5 separate regions of the Mus musculus genome follow, and all the other regions are linked to region 1. Evidence: chromatin contacts called from public Hi-C and promoter capture Hi-C data. All regions are on one chromosome and are shown on one strand. Each heading gives the region's core, a stretch centred on a gene start, on an enhancer-like site or on the middle of the called end of the contact. The rest is flanking DNA. Distances are from core to core; before and after follow the strand shown. Region 1 holds the start of Ccdc158 (coiled-coil domain containing 158). Region 2 overlaps Shroom3 (shroom family member 3). Region 3 has its middle 20 kb from the start of Scarb2. Region 4 overlaps Scarb2 (scavenger receptor class B, member 2). Region 5 holds the start of Scarb2 (scavenger receptor class B, member 2).

What was found. Promoter capture Hi-C pulls out the DNA fragments that hold promoters and counts their contacts. Hi-C and Micro-C count contacts between places; a contact is called where the count stands out from the background.
Region 2: a contact with region 1 is called in a promoter capture Hi-C map of liver, with 9 times the contacts expected there. The contact joins the enhancer-like site here to the promoter of Ccdc158 in region 1. A contact is called at or near these places in 21 of 39 promoter capture datasets (the 3T3-L1 cell line, 3T3-L1-derived adipocytes, the HPC-7 cell line and 12 more), 1 of 15 datasets of contacts at CTCF or cohesin (the NIH/3T3 cell line), 9 of 484 Hi-C or Micro-C datasets (the C2C12 cell line, the HL-1 cell line, embryonic stem cells and 3 more), 14 of 115 datasets of contacts at active chromatin or transcription factors (embryonic forebrain, embryonic midbrain, embryonic stem cells and 5 more) and 3 of 9 other capture datasets (adipose tissue, liver and pancreatic islet).
Region 3: a promoter capture Hi-C map of liver shows a contact between it and region 1. The contact joins the enhancer-like site here to the promoter of Ccdc158 in region 1. A contact is called at or near these places in 4 of 39 promoter capture datasets (the 3T3-L1 cell line, 3T3-L1-derived adipocytes, liver and 1 more), 2 of 115 datasets of contacts at active chromatin or transcription factors (craniofacial prominence and microglia) and 2 of 9 other capture datasets (adipose tissue and pancreatic islet).
Region 4: a contact with region 1 is called in a promoter capture Hi-C map of liver. The contact joins the enhancer-like site here to the promoter of Ccdc158 in region 1. A contact is called at or near these places in 6 of 39 promoter capture datasets (the 3T3-L1 cell line, cranial neural crest, frontonasal cranial neural crest and 3 more), 1 of 484 Hi-C or Micro-C datasets (embryonic fibroblasts) and 2 of 115 datasets of contacts at active chromatin or transcription factors (embryonic limb bud and microglia).
Region 5: a Hi-C map of pre-megakaryocyte-erythroid progenitors shows a contact between it and region 1, with 2.2 times the contacts expected there. The contact joins the promoter of Scarb2 here to the promoter of Ccdc158 in region 1. A contact is called at or near these places in 9 of 39 promoter capture datasets (the 3T3-L1 cell line, Sertoli cells, cranial neural crest and 6 more), 21 of 484 Hi-C or Micro-C datasets (LSK cells, bone marrow-derived dendritic cells, cerebral cortex and 15 more), 17 of 115 datasets of contacts at active chromatin or transcription factors (bone marrow-derived dendritic cells, bone marrow-derived macrophages, cardiomyocytes and 12 more) and 3 of 9 other capture datasets (adipose tissue, liver and pancreatic islet).

Annotation. Positions count from the first base shown.
Region 1 is chr5:92,673,866-92,676,565 of GRCm38.p6, forward strand. Ccdc158 (coiled-coil domain containing 158) reads right to left here and starts at 1,262. Exons shown (of 25, transcript NM_001360018.1): 1 at 1,193-1,262.
Region 2 is chr5:92,926,665-92,929,364 of GRCm38.p6, forward strand. All of the region lies in intron 3 of Shroom3 (shroom family member 3), which reads left to right. Among named protein-coding and RNA genes, the nearest start is that of Gm36764, 81 kb to the right of the region's middle. Within about 2 kb of position 1,372, at least 10 of the 459 cell types and tissues checked have an H3K27ac peak or open chromatin away from gene starts, as enhancers often do. A contact at or near this core is called in liver, where this site is marked.
Region 3 is chr5:92,523,912-92,526,703 of GRCm38.p6, forward strand. No RefSeq gene overlaps it. Among named protein-coding and RNA genes, the nearest start is that of Scarb2, 20 kb to the left of the region's middle. Within about 2 kb of position 1,345, at least 35 of the 459 cell types and tissues checked have an H3K27ac peak or open chromatin away from gene starts, as enhancers often do. A contact at or near this core is called in liver and microglia, where this site is marked.
Region 4 is chr5:92,487,832-92,490,531 of GRCm38.p6, forward strand. All of the region lies in intron 1 of Scarb2 (scavenger receptor class B, member 2), which reads right to left. Among named protein-coding and RNA genes, the nearest start is that of Scarb2, 16 kb to the right of the region's middle. Within about 2 kb of position 1,355, at least 125 of the 459 cell types and tissues checked have an H3K27ac peak or open chromatin away from gene starts, as enhancers often do. A contact at or near this core is called in liver, where this site is marked.
Region 5 is chr5:92,504,394-92,507,093 of GRCm38.p6, forward strand. Scarb2 (scavenger receptor class B, member 2) reads right to left here and starts at 1,264. Exons shown (of 12, transcript NM_007644.4): 1 at 799-1,264. The coding sequence starts at 915.

The DNA.
Region 1 (2,700 bases), core at 12-2,511:
ACCTCACAGAGATCTGCCTGCCTCTGCCTCCTGAGTGCTAGAATTCAAGGTGTGCACCACCACACCAGCTTTAGATTCTAGAGTTTTAAAGTGGATCACTCTAATACAGAAGAACAGAGTCACCCCCGAAACTAAAACAGCAAGCAAAGGCCTTGTAGATACATCAAATAAATCTTTAACAACTACATTTAGAGGGTAAACAGCCTCTAAATGTAGTTCACACTCAACTAAAATGAATAGATAACTGTATTAAAATTTAAAATATGGGACTGGAATGATGGCTAGGCCTTAGAGCACTTGCTGCCAGTGTCCAGGTCCCAGCACCTGCATGGCTGCTCAAAACCTTCTGTAAGTCCAGTTCCAGGGAATCCCACAACCCCTTCTAGCCACCACAGGCATCAGGCACCCACATGGTGCCCTTACACACAGGCAGGCAAAATACTAAATTAACATAAAATAAAAATACATCTTTAAAAAAATGAAAAACGTGGCACAGAGGTTGGCATTTCAGATCTCTGCCTCAACTTTCCCACTCCCATAGACCATAGGTATACACACATTAGCAGCCCTGTCTAACTCACCCTCTGGGAAGATTCAACACTCTGGACCTTTTTTTCTTATGTAGTTATCAGCCAAAACACACCGAGGAACAGCCCACACCACTTACTTGTTTTCTGCATTCCCGTGACCTTAAAGCCAACCTGACATTTAACAGGAGCAATGCCTAGGACCGCTCAATTGGGGACTTCTGCAAGTGTTGTGGGAAAGGAGGCTGTTGCTGAGGTGGAAAGTCTAGGACCTGAAGTGGATTATCAAGAGGCTACAGTCACACAGTCTCATGTGGGACGAAATACTGGTGACAGCCCGAGACTCCACTGTCTGTCCCCACAGTTTCCCATCTCTTCCAGAGATTCCCAGGAGCCAGGCCGGAACAAAAGTGAGCAGGGAGCAGTCCTGTTGGACTCAAAGAATTCTGCAAGTGACTCTGCAGTCACGAAGACCCAGGTTTCCCGCCACTGCCCCTGGAGAACAGGGACAGTGTACAAAGTGGAAAACAGCTGTACAAAGTGATTGGGCTGCTTCCACGTGTGACCATAAGGCCATGGAAAGTTCCAGAAGGAACAGGAGTCGATCCAGGTCCTCAAGGAGAACGACCCTTCCCTGTACCCCGAGGCGCACTCCGTCCGCATACCTGCTAACAACACCTAGCCCTAAGAGACCGGCCGCATGTCCGCGGGGGCCGCGGCCGCACCTGCGAGACCCTGTCGGCTCTCACTGCACCCGAGACCGCGACCCCGCGCAGCTACCTTACCACGGCACCCGACCGGCCACCTCGAGGCCTCGAGCTCCCTGCTTCTGCGGAGCGCAAGCCCGGTCTGACGGTTGGCGGCGAGGAACTTAGGGAGAAAGGGGGCGGGGTGTGAGGGAAGGGCGGGGCGTAAGGAGGGCGGGGCGTGAGAGAAGCCGGAAGGCTGAGGTACGAGAAAAGGCGGGGCGTGAGGAGGAGGGCTGGACCGGAGAGGGGAGAGGGGAGAGGGGAGGCTGAGGCAGAAGAAGAGGGGCGGGGCCTGAGAGAGCGCTGCCCGTGAGGGGGCGGGGCAGGCAGCCTGTAAGACCACGCCCCCGGACTGCTACGTGCTCCCCGCTCCCCTACCCCGTCGCCAAGGCAACCAGGGAGGCCCAACAAGCCACATTTCTTCGCTTACTACTGCCCTGCAACCCGGCTCCTTATCTAGCCTCACTCTCCTGTCGTCCTCACAAAGACCCCACAAAGATCCTCCCAGCTACCAAATGGCACAGATCCTCTCTGTTACCAGCGCTCAGAGAGAGGGGCAGGCTGACATCCTTATTCACATGTGCAGTCTACTCCCCCTAACCCACCCCACCCCTGCCTGTTCAAGCTAACAGAATAACTTGCATTTTGCAGCTCGCCTGTGCTTAGCCTGTGCTTTTAAGTTGCACTTCCGTCCGGACTGTTTTTTCAGGTTCAGAGTTCTTCGGATAACTGACCTTTCTGCCTTCGGAGAGCTGTTTCCTCTTCTGTGCTTCGGTTACTCTGTCGTTATAACGACTATACACTCAGACTCCAGCGTGCTGTTCAAATTAGCATCCCAAAGAAAGAGTTCCAAAGAGGCGGAAGATGAGAGATACAACCTGTAGCGTTTGTTATTGTTTTGAAGACAGAGACTCCCTACGTAGCCTAGGGTGGCCACAAACTTGGAATCCTTCTGCCTCTTAGACTATGCTCTTACAGAAGTGTATAGATCAACTTTTGCTTTGTGATGTTGGATTCTGTTAACTATCAAGGTTAAGTAGTACAACACATATACAGTGTATAAATTGACTATAAATATCAAACACTTTTATGTAATGCAGTTACAAATTGTAACCTTTTATGAAGTACCATTGAAGACTTTTGTCATACCGCTTACTGCCTTGGAAACAACTAGGACTATAGCGTCAAGTACATAAACAGGAAATTATAATCACTAAGCAGGACGATAAATGGCTAGCCTCTGTGACTAGACTGAAAACAAGTTCCAATTAGTTTCCTTTAAACCTTTTCATTTCTATCAAAACATAAGTGTGTTCTTTTGGCATAAAACATTTTAATTACCTAACACGTGACTCTTATTGCTGTCTCATTTTGTGTGTGTTTGTACCCTGAATAAAGTTTTTTCTTCTCTTGATCGGGCTATG
Region 2 (2,700 bases), core at 122-2,621, 250 kb after region 1:
GCAAATATGCTCTCTCCACATGGCATAGAATTCAAGGCTGCTTAAGTTTTTCTCTGAACTCTGTTTTTTGCATTTTTTTTGTATTTTGCTTTTATACAGCATGCAGGATAATGATATTAATTAGGGCACCCCCCCCCCTTCAACAGGGTTTCTCTGTGTAGCTCATTCTATAGACCAGGCTGGCCTCGAACTCACAGAGATCAGCCTGCCTCTACCTCTTGAGTGCTGGCATTAAAGGCGTGCCCCACCACCTCCTGGGTAATAGGGCATGTCATACATATCTGCCACCAGGCTTTGCCTACTGTCCCCCCTCTCGCTGCCTCCTCTCTGGACAATTGATACCTCCCTCTGCTCCCTTCTGGCCTACATGGCTTCTGAGGGGATGGTGTGTGCCAGTCTTACCTTTGCTCTTTTATGGGTAAATTCTCTCCTCTAGGCCTCTCTCAGATGTGCTAATAGTAATAATAATAATAATAATAATAGGTATTCTTTTACAGTTTCTTTTTCCACTTGTGTACATTTCAAAGTACATATAATGTACTTTAATCATATTATCTTCCATTATCCTGTCTCCTTCCCTTAAAGACCAACCCATTTTTTTCTTCCTTTTTTTTTTTGTTAATTTTATTTTTTTATTTATTTGTGGCACACTGCATTTTAGGCCTGAGCATGGATTTGGGATCACCGCGGCTGGCCTTTCTCTTTCTTCCGTCAGTTTTCCGTAGTGTGGACATGCCTGCTTCCGTGGGGCCATTTGACCTGGTCCTGCTTGTGTTCACTGAGCTCCTGGACTTGTGGTTTGTGCCCGATATGTATTTGCAGGGATTTCTCCCAGTCATAACTTCAGAGATTCCTGGAATCAGTTCCCTTTTCTCTCTGCACTCCTAAGCTTCCTGCGATACGGACAATACACCTTCTGTGGACTCAGGCCGTGGATGTTCTGGTCTGCTTTTGGTTTGGGCGCCCGACTACACCCGCCTTTTTCTCCTCGCTCCCCCCAACCCCTTTACACACAAGGTAAGGAGAGAGGAGCGGAGGGCAGCTCTGAGTATCTTCCGATTTTAAGGGAAAGATCCAGCCTTCTCATTAAGCTTTAAAGTCATCTTTGCCCATGAAAGGAAGTGTTGGCTCACCGGACCTCTGTGCATGACTGCACTCTGGCACCGTTGAGAGCCTGGCCACTTCCTTTCCTTCCCTTCCCTCACAGACTTTTCAATCCTGCTTCTACCCTCTACAATTGTGATTTCAAAGTTCTGTCAGTTACCCTTAGTGCGGAGCCCCGATCCGGGGGTGGGGGTGCTTTGGCACGGGCAGCATGCCTAGGCAAAGAACAGGTAAATGGAGCTGTCTGGGTAATGACCTAAGGCTCTGGCCGGCTTGCTTATTGATTTTCGTCCTGATTGCTATTTGTTGCCGGGCCACATAAATGGTAAGAGAAACATTCAGAAAGGCCCTCGATGCCAGAGACCACAGGGCTGGTTTTTCAGGTCTTATCTGGCATTCTGTCCTCGGAAAGTGACTGAGAGCTCACTCTTATTATCCTGATGGCCAGTCCTGTGTTAGCCAGCTGTGTTGGTGAAACTCCTCCCTGTTGTTGTAAATTTTAGTATGGAAATATTGGTAGGTAGGGAAGGAACCGGAGCTGGTGTTCTAGAAGTTTCCTAATTTTCAGCTGCTCTGCCCTCAGACCTAGACTGTACTTTTTATTGGGGTTCCAGTTATGTTAAAACTTTATTTTAATGATCAGGTGGGTTTTTTTAGTATGATTTTTCAAGAATACATTTCTCTTAACTATTTTTAGAGTGGTATTTACCTTTTTTCTTATCTCTTCAGTTTCTTATTTGTATTCTCTGCTTTTAATGGGGAGAGAGAGAATAATGAAGAGAAAGCCCCAGCACTGTGCATAGATTTACTCCGAAAGGGATTTTAGCTTCTTCAGTGTTACGAGTTTGATACCAGTTCTATTAATAGAGCAATGTGTTCTCTCTCTCTCTCTCTCTCTCTCTCTCTCACTCACACACACACACACACACACACACACACACACACAAATGCAACTGGATATTTATAAAGCGCTGTATAACATTAATTCGCTTGAATCTGAAATATTTTGGTTGCTATTTGGGCTCTCCCAAGCTTCCAAACTGACAGTCTTTGGGTTATTCTAGCTGTGCCGATAGAGAGGTTTGGGCAGCATGCACAGTAGAAGGGTGTGTGTGTGTGTGTGTGTGTGTGTGTGTTGAGGGGGAAAGAGCAGGATTGAAATACTGAGAAAAAGAACATTTTGGTACATTTTGACTAAGTTAAAAACAAACCATTGCAAATCCCCTCTGTTTAATTATACTATTTTATGTTTTTGTCTACAAACATGTTTCAGGATGGAGGGTGAGGAGAAATAAACTACATGGGAGGGAAGAGATGTGTAGACAGTTGTGGGTCAGTGTGGTCAGACCCAGTACAGGGAAAGGGGATTACCTTACCTGTTAGTCATCTGTCTGTCCATTGTTAGCAGGCTTCACTCTCTTGATTCAGTCAGCAAAGCAAAAGTCCCCAGTGTACTTTGTGAGCATGTGACATATAATAAAAAGAATGTCCCCATCCAGAAAGGACTGTATGTTCCTCTGGGGTCGTATTACTGCAGATAAATACCTTTCTTCCCACCAATCTATCTCTTTTGCTGTTTGGTATTGGGGGTAGAAT
Region 3 (2,792 bases), core at 95-2,594, 150 kb before region 1:
AACGTCAAATTCAAGGCCAGCCTGAGCCACATATTGTGGCCTCTGCTTTTTTGTTTTTGTTTTTTGTTTATAGGATTTACTTGTTTATTTCATGTATATGAGTACACTGTAGCTGTCTTCAGACACACCAGAAGAGGGCATTAGAACCAATTACAGATGGTTGTGAACCACCATGTGGTTGCTAGGAATTGAACTCAGGACCTCTGGAAGGGCAGTCAGTGCTCTGAACCTCTGAGCCATCTCTCCAACCTGGTCCCATTTTGAAAACTTTGTGTTTATGGGTGTTTTGCCTGCATTGTGTCCTGATTCCTGTGGACGGCATCCGATCCTTTAGAACTAGAGTCCTAGATAAGCTGTCACATTGGTGCTAGGAATTGAACCCAGATCTTCTGGAAGAGCAGCCAGTGCTCTTAACCATTGAGCTATTTCTCTAGCCCCTTTGTCCCCATAAAGAAACAAACAAAAAAATATGAGTTGGGAATGTAGTTCAATGGTAGAACACTCTACTAATGCTCTGCCTGTGTTTAATGCCTCGGGGCAGGGGGAGGGGCAATAAAAGCCTAACAGCAGATATCCATATAGTAAGATCTCCCTATGTTGTGCTGCATTTAACCCTTCCATGACCCTATGAAGATGATGTTCCATTCCTATTCTCAAAATGAGAAAACAGATATAGATAAGTGGTTAAAGCAACCCAGCATCTTATGGCCAGTCGGGAGTGAAGCTGAAACTGAAATAAACCTGGCACCTGTGCAGGCTGGGAAGTTATTAACCACAGCTTGGCCTCCAGCTCTCCGAATCTATTGGAAACAAAGGAAAAGTGGTGAGTTTGCTGGAAATACTGTGTGTTTAGAATGCTTCTCAAGGCTGTTAACATTTCTCAGGTTCTGACATAAAGCCGGTTCTCTCCAGATTTTCGTTTTTGTAGGAGCAAAATGAGGTTTGGATTCTTGGTGGAGGTGGCTTTTGAACTCAACAAGGCAATGCCAGCATGTTGCAAAATCTCAGAGCTGTCTGGTTTCCTGGACCTTGCAACATCGGTTGAACGAGCAGCAGGTGAAGGTTTGTATTCATTCTTTAATGAGTCACTTCACTAGGAGAAGTTGTTGAAATGAGAGTCTCTCTGAAGGAGAGACAAGAAGGAAGAAAATGAAGAGAGTCATGGGTCAAAGTGAGTCTTGTGAGACCCAGACGTGGCCAGTGGCTGTTTCAGCAAGAATACGGATGTGGCAGGGGACTGGCAGATAGCCAAGCTGGGGTTAAGAGAGTTGTGGTAGTCAATAGTATGTAGTGATTAGATAGAGACCAAGACAAACAGCCTAAGGAAAGGACGGTTTGGGCTCTGTGGTTTCAGTTTTGGGTCCAAGGCTACTGGTCCGCTGGTTCCCTTCTGGGATGCATGAAGCAGAAACCTAGGGCATACAAGCTTGAGAGAATTGATTTTTAAGCCTCCTGAAAAATGGGAGGGAAAATACAATGTACAAAATAAGATTGTTTCTCAACGTGATAAATTATGCTACCTGGCTAGACTCTTGCTCACCTCTACCTCCACTTATCCTGAAGCCCAGAGGGCCAGGTGGCATACACTTTTAATGCAGAAATTTGGGAGATGGAGACAGAAAGATCAAATTAAGGCCATATTCCCCTACATTGGGAGTTTGAAGTCAGTTTGGGCTACAGAGACCTCATCTCAACAAACAATAGGAGAGTGGCTCTTCTGTAGAAGAGTGGAGGTAAAGGTGAGCAAGAGTTCACTAGGCAGCATAATTTATCACGTTGAGGAACAATCTTATTAATTGATTAAACCTTCTTATCCTTATAAAGGTCAATATGAAAATGCCTGACTGCATCTGTCTGAGCTGCTGTAACAAAACCCTTAAAACTACATCTCATGCCAGGTGTGGTGGTGCACACCTTTAATCCTAGCACTTGGGAGGCAGAGGCAGGCAGATTTCTGAGTTCGAGGCCAGCCTGGTCTACAAAGTGAGTTCCAGGACAGCTAGGGCTATACAGAGAAACCCTATCTCGAAAAACCAAAACAAACAAACAAACAAATAAACAAAACAACTACATCTCTTACAAACAGCAGAAAATCTATTTCTTACAGCGCCCAAGGCTGGGAGTTCTAAGATGAAGGTGGCAGCAGGTTTTTTAACCCAGTGATGGCCCAGTTTCTGGTTCATAGCTGGTGCGTGCTTCTGTGCCTCCATATAGTGGAAGGGGCTAGCTAACTTTCTAAGACATCTATTATAAGGTCACTATTCCTCATGACCTCTGTCATCGTGACCTATCACCATCCAAAGGTTTGATCTCCCAGAACCATCACTTTGGGGGTGAGCAGGGGATTAAGACTTCAGCATGTTAATGGGGCAGGACACACAACCGTCTACACCACAACACTGCATGCTCAGAGAACTTAAGAGCAGTATATTGGTCAATTTTACTGCTGTGATCAATTACATGAGAAAACAACTACAAACTTCTTACTTTCCTGTGAGTTAAGCATCCCAGCAATTTACAGGCTTTGTGTTAGTGAAGACATAGAATTAAAGAACAGAGAACACATCCCATACTCCTATTTTATCTGAAGGCGATCAGCGGTTGTGAACCTTTATAAATCTAAAGAAGGATTACTTAGCAGTTGGAGCGGCCATTCCTGATTGTCAACTTGATTATATCTGGAGTGAACTACAATCCAGAATTAGAAGGCTCACCTGTGATTCAGATCTTGCGGCTGGAAGACACAAGTTTCTGACCTGGATCTTGGCATGGAGATCTTGGCCTAGTGGCCA
Region 4 (2,700 bases), core at 105-2,604, 190 kb before region 1:
CTCAAGCCTAAACTAGCTGAGGGCAGAGGGGCAGTAAGCTGAAGAAAGCAGACTAGGTATACACTTGAATTACAAGAACGTCTCTTCCTATACATCTCTCGTATACGGTTTTTGACAGTCTATCAGAAACTATTCATCCAATGCCTAGAAACTGTACCAGGAACTTAAGCTACTTTAAACCAGTGTTGGAATTATGAGAGTGGAGAACCTGGAAATAATAATTACTTCATCTTCCAGAGATCGCTTTTTCTGGTCCAAAACTTTCTAGAAAAAGGCAGGGCAATAACTGTTTCTTCTCCACAAACGCCCCGAGGAAACCTGTACTGGAAGAAACCTGTACTTTCCATTGGACAGCACAGAGGTATCACTTAAGAATGGAGTGGTCATTACAAAGTGAGTTCCAGGACAGCCAGGGCTACACACAGAAACCCTGTCTCGAAAAAAACAAAACAAAACAAAGAATGGAGTGGTCAGCACAGGAAACACCTAATAACGGAAGTCATTAGGGATGAAATCAGCAAACTAAACCGGAAAATTCAGCTCTTCAGCATGTAACCAGCTGAGTTGGCTGTTGACTTCTCGAAACAGTGTAGCATTTACCTTGCCTAGCACGTGGAAGGCTCTAAACTCAATTCCTGGAAGTTGGAGGGTTGGAGGAGTTGGGAGTGGGCAACACAAATCTGGCTTGGGTCTGGAGAGGCTACTTGAAAGCATTACTGTAAATGGAGAAGGGACTGTTGCCAAGGGCAAAAGCTAATAGGGATGTTTTGTTTGCAGGAGTCTCAAGGGTTAGGCTTAAGTTTCATTCCCTGGGAGGAGTGGTCAAGGCTAGAGAACAGTGTCAGGAGAAGTGGGGGTGCCTAGGAGTGGCCGTATCAGCCAGTGAGCAGAGGGCCTCACCTGGAGGCCAGCTATGGTCCAGCATGGGGGAGGGAAGTTCTGTACAGAGAAGAAAGGACTTGGGATCTCACTTATATGTTAAAAAGATCATCTACAAAATTACAACCCCCCCCCCCCAGAACCTCCTGCAAGGGAGAGCTGAACAGCTGGGTAAGCAGCTGGGTTTATACCACTTGGTTTCAGCCAGCTCTGGCAACCCAAGGTATAAAAAATACAAAGTGGGGGGACTTTCCAGAAAGAAAGAAGGCAGAACTCCTTCCAGAAAGGGTGGAAGCCAGATTTCTCGGGCATCTCTAAACTTGTCTTTCTGAGGTTTAGGATAAAAATAAGCCTTTAGAAACCCCGTCTCCTTAAACAGAGCAAATGAAAACACTCCTGGCTAGCACTGAAACAGTCCTTGACAGCTTGCCTGCGTCACCGTTGGTAGCGGACTCTGGCACACCCTGGTGTTCTCCCTGTGGTCAGCCTGACCCATGGCACCTCTCTGCCCTGACTACTTAGAACCGACGCCATCTGAATACACTGTTCTGTTCTCTTTCATAGTCTCAAAACCTCCCCCAGTTTCTATAAAGTTCTTGTATGTTTGTTCTGTGTCATATAGCTGCAGGTTAGGCTAGTCAAGGAGCCCTCTGTAAATCCCAGAAGAGGCCCTGGGCCTTGTGTGTGTGTGTGTGTGTGTGTGTGTGTGTGTGTGTGTCTAAATATGTGTGTCTATGTGTCTGTGCATGTGTGTATGTATGTGTACATGTACGTCTGTGTGTTTGTATCTGTATGTTTCTGTGTATGTGTATGTGTGCATGTGTGCATGTGTGTGTGTGTGTGTGTGTGTGTGTACATCCATGTGTGTTTTGTGCATGTGACTAAGGGGGAACAAGAGAGCAAAGAGAAGCTGTATATGCAACTGCCGACATTTCTAAAAGCAGTGTGTCTTTATCTTTATCTTTTCCTGCATCGGCTCACAAACAGTCACGCTGCCAGCACAGCCAGCTGCCTACTGGGTACCTGCCAGACTCTGGGGCTGTGCTAGAGGCCTCATTGTATCTGAGCTTTAAGTATAGGTCCTACAAGATAAGAATTTCCAGTTTTGCAATTTGTATCGAAGTCAAACACCAAAAGAGCAATGGAAAGAAAACTCCAATTTTGTAGACAAAGAAACAAAAGCACAGACTTCTGCAAGTTGCAAGCCAGTATGTTAAATCATGTCTGGACAAGCCCTGGTCTACAGTGTAGCAAAGCCCAGGTTTGCTTACCATACAGCCTGCTGCAGTGACCAGATTTAGCAAATACAATCATCTTTCATGGAAACAACAGTTTCTTAAGTATAATTATGTCCCAGATATTACATGAACTACATAGAAAATGAATCTTTTAAATTTTAAATTTTAGAATTTAATCTTTTAAATATATATACACACATATATATTAATTTCTAAAAAAAGTATTTGTATTGGAGTTTTGCCTACGTGTATATCTGTTACACTACATGTATGCCTGATACCCAAGGTCAGAAGAGGGTTCAGGATTCCCTGGCACTGGTTACAGATGATTGGGAGCTCCTGTGTGGATGCTGGGAATCAAACCCAGATCCTCTGAGCTATTTCTCCAGCCCAGAAAATGATTTAGTCTTTACAGAGGCATCTGAAGGATTTGGTGACAAAGTGTTGTGATATCTGCAACTTATATGGAAATAATTACCAAAAAAAAAAAAAAAAAAAAAGAGGGGGGGGGGTGTCAGAGAGCTATGACCAGACGGTAACAACTGATAGCAGGAAGTGAACGGTAACATCATATGCACAAATA
Region 5 (2,700 bases), core at 14-2,513, 170 kb before region 1:
TGACCCTAGTAACTCTCTCCAGTTCCTCTTTCCACCGTGCCTGGTGAATGTGGGTGAAAGGGTAAAAGAAAAAAGTGACCAGGGTGGCCCCAGGATGGAGAAGTCTTCCACATGACCAGTTTTCAGGCCCCATCAAACACCCTGGGAGACAGGTCCAAATTCGTTAATTACCCAAGTAATGGCTGATGAGCACAAGTATGAAACAGAGACAGGGCTGTCTGCGAGACACAGAGCCGCTAAGCACTAACTGCAATGGATAAAATGTCACCCATTCCTAAAGCCTAGACTGTTTGCCATCTGCTCTGCCCTGCCCTGCCCTGCCCTGCCCTGCCCTACCCTACCCTACCCTGTCCAGCCCAGGAAGGAGAACACAATAGACCTCTCACCCACTTCTCATCCCCAGGCTCACTCCGTTTCAAAGGCTGCGCGGGCAAGCCTACAAAGCCAGCCTCTTCTGCGGTGCTTTTACGCATTTCTATTTCTTTGTCAAGTGCGAGGGAAACAGGGCTCAACATAGACCGGGTGCGTAGAGGGGTGTGGAGAATTGCTAAGGATAGAACGGAAACGCAAGGCTTTTCTACAAAGTCGAGATCTGTAGACTTACAGGTTATTTAAAAGGAAGAGTCACCTCAAGTCTCCACATCCTGCCAACCCGGGGAGGCAAACAAGAGCTGTGTTCTGCAGGCTCGGCGCCAACGCAACTCTCCCCACACAGGGTCCGCAATGGGAGGGTGGCCTAGAAAGACACCACACACACACACACACACACACACACACACACACACTAGCCTGCCTCACCTTCTCGATCGTCTGGTCTACCGCCTTCTGAAAGACTCGAGCCACTAGCAGCGTGACGCTGGTCACCAGCAGCAGCAGAGACAGCGTCCCCGCCGTGTAGAAGCAGCATCTGCCCATACTGCGCGCAGCTCACCGGCCAGGCCTGGGACCGAACGGCGAGCTGGAACAAGCCTCCGCCAAGGCCGAGCAGCAGCCGCCCAAAGCCCGGGGCCCCTGCGGCTCCCGCACCTTCTCCGTGCGTGTTCAGCCGCTGCCCGCGCAGTGCGCACAGCCCTGGAGTAGATACCGGAATGAGCAGCAGAGCCGGTGCGATCGCGAGTGCCGGGGCCGCCTGGCTTTCGTTTTCTCCGGCTGCTGCAGCCAGGGAGGTGCAGGGAGCGCGCAGAGCGGTGACGCGGGCTGGTGGGGCTCGCCAGCAAGCCGCGGCGGCGGTGATGGTGACGGCTGGCGACTGCGCCGGGAAGCGGGAGGGGCCGGGCGGAGGCCTTCAGTCATGTGCCCTGCAGCGGCCCCTGCGATTCGGCGGGGTTGCGCCTGCATCCTCTCCCTGCAGGCGGCGCGGTCATCCAGGGAACTGAAATCGCCCTTCCCCATTCGCTCTGCCGCTTTCTTTCTCCTTCAGATCTCTGCTGAGGGCCCACGGTGGGCCAAGCATGGGGAACCCCGGCTGGACGCGCGGTTTCCCTTACTCCAGAGGATCTCCCGAGTTCCTTGGAAGATTTAAGTACAATGTAACTAATGCTTTTACAAGGTGCCTGCTGACTTGTGCCTGATTTGTACCTGCAGAGCCTTGTTGGGTTGAACTGGGTCTTCAGGAATAAGTCAGAGTGTGTCCTCAAGAAAGTGAGGAGGAGGCGTTTGCCTCCGCAGACTGAAGGCAAGGGAGTTAACTGTTGAGTAGTCTAGGCCTTATGCTGTAGGGTTTGTGGTGCCAAGCCCTCGGAGATCAGATTTTGAAAGGCTCTGTGTCCTGATAAAGGGCGTTAACAGAGAAGCAAGTCAAGTAGAGCAGGTGTTTGTTGTCTATTTTGTCATCATCAGTTGAATAAGGGTTAGTTCCGTGACTGGCACACACATACAGACACACAAACACGCGGCAGCCCTATTATGAAGCAGAAAGAAGTGCTGTACAGGTTGTAAGAGGAACTGGAGTTGGGATGTGGGGGGTGGGGTGTGATTTCGTTAATGGGAAAAGGCAAGTAGGGAAGCTGGGTGCAAAGTAATACCTACAAGTTCAGCAAAGCCGTGGGGAGAGAGTAGTCCTTGAGGCAAACTGGCATGTCCCCAAATTCTGACATATCTCAGATGTAGACCTGCCTTAAATATCCCTGTTGTGCTTAATCAGCGGACTGGGAGCAACCTTGAGAAGTTAGTCTTTACCAGCTTGGGATAGATTTCAGTCGTGTTCAACAGCTGAGAGGCTCATCAGTCACTAATGCCATCTGCAGGGGAAGATCTGAACTGACATTTTCTTGGCCAGGCCAGTGTCCTTATCATTAAGGAGTCAGCCCACCAGGATGGAAAACACTCAAATAATCGTGACACTGGAGGCAGCCTGTACCATAGAGGGAGACCTTGTCTCAAAAGAGGAAAGAAAACAAGCAAAATAGAAGCACACAAAAGAAGCTCTGTCTTAAAATTGAAAAAATAGATAAAGGAAAAAACCCAGCAGAGTAAAATAAAATCTAAAAGAAAATGGGGGGGGGGAGGTATGTGCAATGAAAAAAATGAATTTAGATGAAAGTTACACTGTTGCTGGTGTACTACATAGTTAGTTAGACTCAGGACAATTGCACCTGCACAGATTTCTCTCTCTCCTCTCCCTCTCCCTCTCCCTCTCCCTCTCCCTCTCCTCCTCCTCCTTCCTCCTCCTCCTCCTCCTCCTCCTCCTCCTCCTCCTCC